Linked DNA regions of Sus scrofa: region 1 is linked to region 2. A link is a contact called in public promoter capture Hi-C data. All regions are on one chromosome and are shown on one strand. Each heading gives the region's core, a stretch centred on a gene start, on an enhancer-like site or on the middle of the called end of the contact. The rest is flanking DNA. Distances are from core to core; before and after follow the strand shown.

Region 1 (5,368 bases), core at 1,280-3,779, 250 kb before region 2:
AATAAATTAATATTAGAGATGATGTGAAAGTCCTTGCAGATTCCAAGAAAATCTATAGAACTAATCTATAAAAGCAATAAAAGAGTACAGCAAGGTTGCCAATACAAAACCAATATATAGTTTATATTGGTTCCTGTTGTGGTGCAGAGGAAATGAATCTGATTAGGAACCATGAGGTTGAGGGTTCCATCCCTGGCCTCGCTCAGTGGGTTAAGGATCTGGCATTGTGATGAGCTGTAGTGTAGGTTGCAGACTTGGCTCAGATCTGGCATTGCTGTGGCTGTGGCATAGGCTGGCAGCAACAGCCCCAAGCAGACCCCTAGCCTGGGAATCTGCATATGCCGGGGGTGCAGCCCTATAAAGACAAAAGATAAAAAAAAATTTCTTTTAAAGTTGATATAAATCAGTAAAAATTAATTTAAAGAATCAATTTAGAAAACACCCTGTTCTCAAGAGCAAATATATAAATAAACATGAGAAAAACATAAATTATAGGGTGAAGTTAAAAGTTGTTCAGAGTTTTCATGGAAAAAATTTCAGAAGTTATCCTAAGGCCCAGGAACCTAAAAACCAAGCACTATATATATTCCTTATAAAGCTAAAAAGAATTAGTACTGTAAAATTTCAATTATTCCAAAATTAATCTATAAAACCTTCAAAAAAAAGGTTTTATACATGAGTGGGAGCAGGGCACGAAATTCAATAAATGGCACTGAAAAGACTGATTATCCAAATAAAAATGGCATTACATTATACATCATAAAATTTTAGAAAACAACAGAAAATATCCAAATGGATTAAAAAAAAACGACATAAAATGTAAAACTTTAAAAATGTTAGAAAAAACATCTCAAAGCATATTTTTAAGAATTTGAGATAAAGAGTAATTCCCTAGTGGGTTAGGGATCCAGCACATCAGAGGTTATGTGGTGCTAGTTTGATCCTTGGCCCAAGAGCTTCCACAAGCCACAGTCATAGCCAAAGGGGAAAAAAAAAAATAGAATTTGGGATAAAGAAAAAATTTAAACAAAACAAAAAGCATGAAGCATAAAAGAAACAATGGACAATTAGACTACATTTGAGTTAAAAATATCTGTATGATAAAAGACATCATAAATTAAAAGATAAATTACAGTCTTATCAGCAACCACAGATTAGCAGCCACGATACAAAAGAAAAATCCTCTCATTTATCAATTATTAAACAAATAAGCAAACAAATTTTAAAACAATAGCCCCAGAGTTACCATCGTGGCTCAGTGGAAACAAATCTGACTAGTATCCATGAGGACGCAGGTTCAATCCCTGGCCTCATTCAGTGGGTTAAGGATCCGGCATTGCCGTGAGCTGCGGTGTAGATCTCTGATGTGGCTGAGATCTGGAGTGGCTGTGGCTATGGTCTAGGCCAGAGGCTACAGCTCTGATTAGACCCCTAGCCTGGGAACCTCCGTATGCCACACGTGCAGCCCCAAAAAGTCAGAAAAGAAAAAAAAGGCCCACTGGAAAATGGGAAAAGGAAACACACAGAAAAATCAAAAAGTAAGAAACCCAAAGGGCAAAAAATACATAAAAGTCTCTTAATCTCACTTAAAAAAAAAAAAGAAATGCAAATTAATAAAACAGTGAGATAACATTTCACATCCATCAACTAAGCAAAATCTTTGGGATTTTAGTAATATCAAATACAGACAAAGATGTAAGGAAACAGGATTTCTCAAACATTCTGGTGGGAGTATGAATACAGTCATACACACTTTGGGGGGGGGCATCACGCTAAGGTAAATTGAAAGACTGATTTATTTGCAAATTACCCAACAATTATTGAATGCCTTCTGTGTCAGGCATTGCTGTAGGAACTGAAAACGATGCAGAGAACAAGCCAAATAAAGATTTCATGGAGTTTATATTCCAGGCAGAAGAGGCATTTAACAAAGAAACAGCTTCATACTATCATGCCAACTACTATCAGTATGAGGAAAAATAAAGCAGGGTAAGGGGAAAAAAATGCTGAGGGAGATGGACTCTCAAATTTTACATAAGATAATCAGGAAGATTGCTTTAATACACTGACATTTCAGCAGAGATACTGAATTCATAAAGAAGCAAGCTGTATTTGTAACTGAGGAAGAACATTCCAGGCAGAGAGAAGACACAGAGTGAAATTTGGAAACCTGGAATTCAGAAGAGAGATGTGGATTAGAAGCCTAGAAGCCCCAGGCTCTCACAATTATTTTATTATTAAAATATTAATTATATATCAAATTATTAACATATAAATATATCTGAAGAATGGGTTCTGAAATGTTTCCACATTTAGCGGTTGATAAAAATAACTGAGTTCATCAGAAAAGATGAGGGGAAAATGGCCAGTGAGCAGGTAAATAAACAAAAGAAAAAAAGGGGAAAAAAAAAAAGAATGCAACATCTAAGAAACAAAATGAAGAAAATGTTTCAAGGGAAGAATGACCATTGCCATAAAATGGGCTGGAGAAAACAAATCAACTAAGTCAGAAACTAGTTGGATTTTGCAATGTGGAGTTAATATTCAACCTCACTAGAAAGATTTGGTCAATGGTAAAACTGAAGGTATAATTACAGTGGTTTTAAAAGAGGAGGGAAAAAGGAATTGGGGTTTTGCCTTAAAAGGATACAAAGACATAAGGCCAGAGTCTCAGGAGAGGCCAGTCAAGGGATTTTTTTATTAAGAATAAAATATAACATTCTATGCAGATAAAGGAAATAGAGTAGGGAAGGAAAATTGGATGATTTAGGAGAGAAGAGACGGCTCTGAGTCAGCAATCACCCCAAGTAGGGAGGAGAGGAGGAGACTCCTACATAGCACAGGGATTGGCTTAGACGGACGTACAGACATTTATCTGCTGTAACAAACAGCGAAGGAAGCAGAGTATTTAGGAATCAACAGGCAAGATGTTTATAGAGTTTTAGAGGTAAGAGAACACTATTATTTCTCAGTGAAATATATGCACAGTACACAGTCATCAGATGTTGTACTCCTCCTTGTATTCGACCTTTTTTTTTTTTTTTTTTTAGGGTGGCACCTGCGGCATATGGAAATCCCAGCTTGTGGCAATGCTGGATCCTTAACTCACTAGCATTACTAGTCAGGTTCTTAACCTACTGAGCCACCACGGGAACTCCCCTTGTCGTCCTCTTGCTGGCGGAAAAATCTCTTATTCCATAATGTACCTGTAGAGCATTCTAGGAGTATTTTGATGCTACCATTTTTTTAAAAAAGAATCTTATCTGACAGAAGAAAAAGGAAATAAGTTGAATTTCATTAGCCAGACATTTAGAGTATACCTTAAACAATCAAGATCTTATGAACTATAATTTTCTTTTCCATTAAAGTGTAATAGTATTAACAGAGTGACGGTTTAAGAATATGTGATAAAAAATATTTACTTTTTAAAATTTCTGAACCAAGTGGAAGGCTAAAATGTCCCAAACCTGTAATAAGTAAAACAAGTTTAATTTTGTTTTAAGAATTCAGAAACACCACTTGTAGAAATCTAAATACATTTTAATTCCAAATTCATTTTACAATTTAAGAACAGCAGGCTTTTATGACTATTAGCCAACAAATGGTACCCTTCTCACTTATCATAGAACAATTGTTCCTTGTCGGAGTTAAACATCACAGCTGGAAATCCATGTGAATTTAGCTTAGTAAGAAAAATACAACATGGATTAATGTTAGTGAACAAGGCATATCAAACATGCTACATAAATAAGATTTTTTAAAAGACGCTAGCAAACGTCACAAATTACTTAGATTCATTACAAATTAGGTTTCTGATATGTTTTGAATATAAAATATTTCCCCAATTTCTGTCTAATATAAAAGATTACATGGTACTTCTTAAAGAGGCACTGCTGGATTAAGTTGAAGGCTAACAACTTAAGTAAATATGGTTTATTACGTGAACAATACGTTAGTGCAATAAAACTTTAGTTGGACATTTTGTCTGAGAATTAAGAGTATGGCACTAACCTCTAATAAATGACTAAATTGCCTATTTTCTGAATAATCTAAACATTTGTTTTTTCAACTAATAATCAAAATGCCAAATATTTAAATATTTGACGGTTATCTATAAAAGAGTTCATACACACAACATATAGTTGTGTGGTTAAATTCATTCTTTCCAATTTTTCCTTTCTAAATTTTACTTTTTATTATGCATATTGATGTATAGAATAGTGAGGCTTATAAAATACATATAATATATGTTAGTTCTTTTATATTTTTTATTTGACTCATTGACAGACAGGAGGAAAAAATAAATGGGCATGTGACTCATGGGAAAAGTATTTTCTTAATATCTGTCTCTTTCTTCTTTATAATCCCTCTCCCAGATTCTGGCCTATAGAGTCTTTTGAGAGACTATGTAAAAAGCTGCTGGAGTTCCCTGGTGGCCTCATGGTTAAAGACTCAGTGTTGTCACTGCTGTGGCTCGGGTTCAGTCTTTGGCCTGGGAATTTCTGCATGCCACAGGTACAGCCAAAAAAAGCGGGGGTTGGGGGCCCTCCCTTTGGCCTCACTGCATTTCCCATTATCCTTGCCTTTGAACAAGTCTTTGTGCATGAAAAATTCCCCAACTACCCAAAGTCAAGTCTTAACTCTAATATGACTGAAGTCTTCAGTTAACCCTAATGTCACTTTTTAAAAGAAATATTCCCTAACTCAAGCCAGAATTAAAATTGTTCTTACAATTCTCCTAGAGCACTTGTTTTTTTATATATCTATTTTTTCTTATACCTATTCTTCTTTTTTTTTTTTTTTTTTTTGGCTGTAGAGGGACATGTGCAAGTCCCCAGGTTGGGGATGGAATCCACAGCACAGCAACAGCCTGAGCCACTACAGTGACAATGACGAATCCTTAACCTATGTTCCACAAGGGAATTCTCTTCTTATATCTACACTGACACAGAGCACAGTTTTTCTTATTTGGGAATTTACATATTACAAATATTTGCAACTACTACCAGGAGTCAGAAGAGGAGGGGTCATATTTTACAAAACCCAGCATCTTGCTGTGTGACTAGACATTTAATATATGGCTATTAAATAAGGTAACTAAGTAAATATATTAATGTGTGAAATAGGTAAACAACAGGTAAACAAAAAAATAGTAAATAAGTATAATAGCAGCCATATTTGGGACAAAGACTATCCTAGGTGCTGATGTCAAGAAGAAAATGACTGCATAACATAAAACTAGATACAGAGTTTATTTACCTACATTTATTTCTTTTTGGGGGGTTCACAAATTCATGATTCCCTTTTATAGATTTACTTTAGTACTCTTGGTATTTCTTGATACTTAATCTTAAGTAATCTCATTCAT
Region 2 (5,446 bases), core at 1,981-4,480:
TAATTGTCCTGCCCTGACCCAAATTATTTCTCTCAGACCTCTGAGGAGTGAGTCAAAGAATCAGATTGACTGGGTATTAACGAGGTGTTTCCACATAGATTGAGTAATGTAGACTGGATGGCAGGGCAGTACTGCTCTTTTTAAATATTTCAAGTTGCTCAGTGTGACTCCCCATTGGCAGATTAAATATTTATTTTCATTACAGAAATTATCTGGCTACTTAAATTGGCAAAAATTATGACTAACTAAAGACCAAGATATTTAATCATTAATCAAATGAAAATGTAGACTTTGCATCGATGTCCTTTTGGAAAGTATGTTTTTAAAATGTCAATTTACTTTGTGCTTGGGGGACAGATCATCACCAATAAAAGTCTAACTCTAGCTGAGTCCGTGATATCAGTGTGTTTAAAAATTCTCCAAATAGCCACAGAACAGCCAAAAAAAAAATTTAATATATGTAATGTTGACATAAATGTGAAATGTTGGATTAGATTTCCCTTGCCTTACCAACTCCAATAGAAACATCTAAGAAATTATCGTATTCACTCTGTTATTAAAGGAAAAACTAGGAACAAGGACTCTAAGAGGCTATTTAGAAATAAAAACTATCCTGGAATCTCCAGAAACACCAAATCCTATGCTGCTATTGGCATACAGAGTTTAGCCATATGTGCACCAGGTTAAACTCTTGCATCTTCGGGGGAAACTGAAGGAGAGAGTGTGAATACAAATAGGCACTAAGGTACAAGAAATCAGTTATGGGTCAAGCAGGAACATCTGGTCTTTTTAAGAGCCCTGTTAATTTGAAAGCTCTGACCAAAACAAGCTCAATTCACCAAATATATTTAGGCATGGCTCAAAAAACAGGATGTGTTAGAAGTATTTATTTCACCACAGCAAGATTTATCAGTAATGATATGCAACTCCCACTATTGACATTTTGACATAAAATACAAACTTGCCTTCAATGCCTTTTCCCTCCAAATTTGATATGACCATGAGTTTAAAAAAAAAAAAATCTGTTTAAACTGTATTCTTTAGAATATGTCAAAAAAAGAGATAGAAAGGGGATTAAATTATCCACATCTGATCTTGGGAGTTTGAAACTGAATAATTTATATATTCATTTCCAGGAGCCTTTAATTATCATACAATTACTAAAGCACTGGACAATTTATTTATATGAGGTTCCTCCATAACACTCTATGTGTTTCCCCATAACACACTGAGGTTTCCCCAGCCTCTTAAGCCATATCGACTTCTTCTGAGACTTTCCAGAGACCAGGGATCAGAAAAGCAAAGTTTGAGTCCCAGCTCTCCACTGATAAACCTGCTGACCTTAGGAGCCCTGGACTGCTCTGATTCCAAGTTTTCTGCTGTTATGAGAATCACTTGAGAACAGGGGAGTCTCTGCCAGTGGCCTCATTACTAAGCGCCAACCTGCCTCTATGTCTAAGGTTGTTGATTTCATTTTTAAGTTCATTTTGGTTGTCCCTGACCCTATAGTTTTTAAGTAATCAAAGTTATTTTAAATGCAATAGGCTTGAGCAAAAAAGCAATAATCACTTGTTTATTCATTCAACAATAAGCTTGAGGGCTTACTACCATGAGACACTCATATATGCCAAGTATAGGGCTAAGTGCTTTTTAGTGCATTTACTCATGAACACTTGCAACAATCCTATGAGGATGTTATTATTATTTCCCCAAGTTAAAACTAAAAATATGGGTTCTGGAGCCAAAGGCTCTAAACCCTGCTTTGTTGGCTCACTATATGACAAGTTACTTGATTTCCTGATGCCTCCATTTCTTCATCTGTAAAATAGGGAGTGTTGATAGCACCAATCCCATAGGATTCTCGAAAGACTGAGTTTAATACAAAATGCTCATTAAGCACTAGAGGTAGTCATTGTCAGGAACTGGTGACCTAGATTAATCAGATTACTCAAGACTTCACCACAGGTAGAGTTGCAGCTGGGATTTGAACCCAGTTCTGTTGGACTCTGAAGCCTGAACTCTAAACAAGTGATGAAAGTCACAGCCTCTCAAAAAAAAAAAAAAAAAAAAAAAGAAGAAAAAGAAACAGAATCCTGCCCAAATCTAAAAAAGCATCCAAGACACTCACTAACAAGACATTTGAGACTGTTAGCTTTCCCCCCTTTCACCACTGGAGTTATTTCCAGAGGTAGTAACTCATGAACAAACTAGAATCACTCAGTGTTAGGAGAGAGCTGGCAGCACCAGCAGGAGCACTTCTCCCTGGCACTGGCCATATTGGCACTGGCCATATCAGCCACCACCCTTACTTTGCCACTGGGACTGGCTCTTGCTGCTCAGAATCTCAACGTCCAGTTTGGTAAAACTTCATGAGGCCAAAGCCTAGCCTCTGCTGGCCCGGGGCGGGTGGGGTTAGATTTTTGCCCTACTTACCCTATCCTGACATCTTCCTGGGATATGCTACTGCCCTAGCCTCTGGTACTCACATATTTTTCCTGGACGGTAACCTGACAGGCTTTTGATGTCACCCTGACCTGGCATCGCTCAGATTATGAATTACCCTTAAAAAAAAAAAGCTGGCTAAGGAACTTTGACGGGGCTGGGGTCCCAGACTAGAGGAGAAGTGGCATTTGGCACAGGTGAGTTTGTGGAGTTGGCTGCAGTAGGAACCAGGTGTCTGGGAGACCGTGAGAGTTCTGAGGGATGGTCCTATCCCACTTTCCCTTCCTTCCCCCATCCCTTGCTTCCAGTATCGGAAGCTAGCGGGTCCCAGAGGTCGGTGGCTGCCCAGCGGTTTAGAGCAGCCTGGTTGGGTGGGGCGCAGCCGGGCACCGCCTCCCTCCATACCTTCTCTCCCCGTGGAGCACGTAGGAGCTGCGGAAGAAGCCCAAGAGCTCGTTCTCGATCAGGGCGTTGTAAATGATCTTCAGATTGTAATTCCTCTGCGCGTCCAGGGTCCTATTCAGCACCACCACCAAGACCTGGGTTTGCGGGTAGAGGAAAAAGCCGGCCACCGGGACTGCCCCAGCCACCCGGTCCTCGGCCACCTGCACCTTCTCGACAGCGACCCGGGAGGCATGCAGCACGACGTAGCGAGTAGCGTTCCGGCATGCGATCTCCACGTTGACCTCCCCGGAGAAGGTGAAGTTCTCCATGAAGGCGGTGAGCATCAGATTGTAGTGCAGCGGCTTGAGGTGGCCCGACAGGCGCAGCTGAGTCCATGGCTGCCACTGTTCTTGCTCCTCCTCCGACGGCGGCTGGGCAGACGGGGTCTCAGGAGTGTCCTCCCTGCCTGCTCCGGGCTGTGAGGAATCTCCGCCAGCGTGGTGGTCGCGCCGTGAAGAACCCGGAAGGCTCTCGTTGCCACCGCGTGCTGGGAAGCCCGCGGGGCCGCCGTCGGCGCCGGGCGGTATGCTTGCCCCACACTCGTCGAAGCGCAAGCTGAGCAGCACCGCGAGCATAGTAACCGCAAGCAGCGCCACGATGGACACGGCGAAGGCCAGCACTAGCCGCTTGTGCACCGTGATGTGGCGCTCGGTGGTGCGGGGTCGTACCCCCACGGAGTCCGCCCACGGGTCCGAGAGCCCCCTGCCGCCGGCCCGGAGCGCGGCGTCGTTCTCCCCCATCGTGGCCACGAAGGGTGAGCTGCTCTTCTTAGCCCCCTCCTCCTCCTTCTTCTTCTTCCTCTTCTTTTTCTTCTTCTTCTTTTTCTTCTCCTCCTCTTGTTCCCCCCGCTCGCCGTCCAGGGCCATCACACCGCCTCCTCCTCCTCCTCCCCCGCCCCCTCCGGCACCCCCCGCGGGCGGGCCACTCGGGCCACAGCCAGAGCAGGCATCAGAGAGCGCACGCGGGCCGAGGGCGCAACGCCAGCTGGGACCCTGGGGAGACTGGCCCGTGTTCTTTTAAGACGGGCTCTGGCCGTAGGCGACTGCAACCTCGGCGCCCCCCATCAGCCCCGCCTCTCTCCGGATACCAGCGGCCGAGGTGCGGGGCGGCGAGCTCTGGGACGCGCCCAACTTGGAAAGCGTCTCACTCTCCCAACGCGCGCTACTTCTCCAGCGGGCGCAGGGCTCAGGGGCACATGCCGCCCCCGCCCTTGTGCGCTTGCGGCTCCCAGCTAGCAGTCCCCTGCACCGAGCTTTCGCCTGGCTTTCCGCGGGAGCCTTCCAGCGGATTCTTGGCTGGCAAGGACGGGGGAGCGAGGGAGAGGGAAGTTAGGGCTGCCGATTTCTCTCCCCACTCCAGCGGCGGCGGCGTTCAGTCCTCTGGGTGGGATGTACTCCCAGCAGCTGCGGCAGCGGCAGCAGCGGAGGTGCCCGAGCCATGCACCCCGTAGCCGGGGACAAGGGAATGGCCAGGAAAAAAAGACCGGGGTGAACCAGCCGGGTGAAGTCCCAGGGCCGCAGAGCTGCACGGGGAATCTGTCCTGGAGAAGCCTTCTCCGCCTGCCTGGACACTTTAAGCAGTGGTGGCGGCAAACAGCGTGAGATTGCAAACCGGACAGCGAGCCTCCCTGGTTCCGACGTTGCACTGACCTCTGGAGATGACAAGTGAGCAAGAAGTGTCCGGCCGGGCCATCCCCCTCAGGTAGACGAAGCTCCGGGTTTGCTCTGTATCCCCGTGGGGAGAGCCGGAGTGCGTGTGTGCGAGTGAGTGTGCATGTGTGTGCGTGAGCATATATACACAGGCTCCAGGTCTAGATTGCCAAAGCTACTCTGGCTGCATTCAGGGACTGAAACTCCCCAGAAAGGCAAAGGAGAGAGCGAGAGAGCGCGAGGAGGCAGGGAAGGCGGGAGGGAGGGGAGCGACTGAGCGGCAGAGGCAGGCACTGGGAGATTAGAGAGCTTTTCTCCGCTCTGTCACACCAGACACCCACAGCCACAGAGGGGGTTGCTGAGCCGCCTGCAAGAAGTACATTGTAAATCTTCAGCGCAACAAGCCCCGCAGTCACCCCTCTTCCCGACTCTTTAGCCCCACTGCGCCTCCCGGGAGGAGCAGTTAGAGCCTTTGGCTATTAATGCCAAGAGGCAAAGGAAGATCCTGCTGGGGAGATGTAGCTGTCTCAGATTTCACATCAAGCTCGCCAGAGGATTGGAAGGACTGTATGTAAATTGAAATAAATTCTCCAGAGCCTGACTACATATATTATACTGTGTGATGTGTCCAGGTGTGCAGTATTAAAATAAGGGTTAGCAAGGAAATATTAGAATCGCCGGAAGTAAAGACTAAAGATGTTTTTTCCTATTGAATAATTTCTATTTTTAGATTGAGGAAATGATTAAAATATAATACCTAAAGTGTAATATTCAGGACTAAAAACTTGAGACTGAGAAAAGCTGGGGACATGAGCCCCATTACTTGAGATTCTGTGATTGGTCAGTTTTTCACTTCACCCAGCCACAATGACTTTTTTGCAGTTTTCAGTGTTACCATGAAAATTGTTTCA

Evidence for each region. Promoter capture Hi-C pulls out the DNA fragments that hold promoters and counts their contacts.
Region 1: a promoter capture Hi-C map of liver shows a contact between it and region 2, with 4 times the contacts expected there. The contact joins two enhancer-like sites. A contact is called at or near these places in 1 of 5 promoter capture datasets (liver) and 1 of 47 Hi-C or Micro-C datasets (embryonic fibroblasts).

What each region holds. Positions count from the first base shown.
Region 1 is chr5:36,518,367-36,523,734 of Sscrofa11.1, reverse strand. The region is part of intron 6 of TRHDE (thyrotropin-releasing hormone-degrading ectoenzyme); the gene reads right to left. Among named protein-coding and RNA genes, the nearest start is that of TRHDE, 250 kb to the right of the region's middle. Within about 2 kb of position 2,529, at least 3 of the 83 cell types and tissues checked have an H3K27ac peak or open chromatin away from gene starts, as enhancers often do. A contact at or near this core is called in liver, where this site is marked.
Region 2 is chr5:36,272,670-36,278,115 of Sscrofa11.1, reverse strand. It overlaps TRHDE (thyrotropin-releasing hormone-degrading ectoenzyme), which reads right to left. Exons shown (of 19, transcript XM_021092004.1): 1 at 2,848-5,446. The coding sequence starts at 3,752. Among named protein-coding and RNA genes, the nearest start is that of TRHDE, 8.5 kb to the right of the region's middle. Within about 2 kb of position 3,230, at least 20 of the 83 cell types and tissues checked have an H3K27ac peak or open chromatin away from gene starts, as enhancers often do. A contact at or near this core is called in liver, where this site is marked.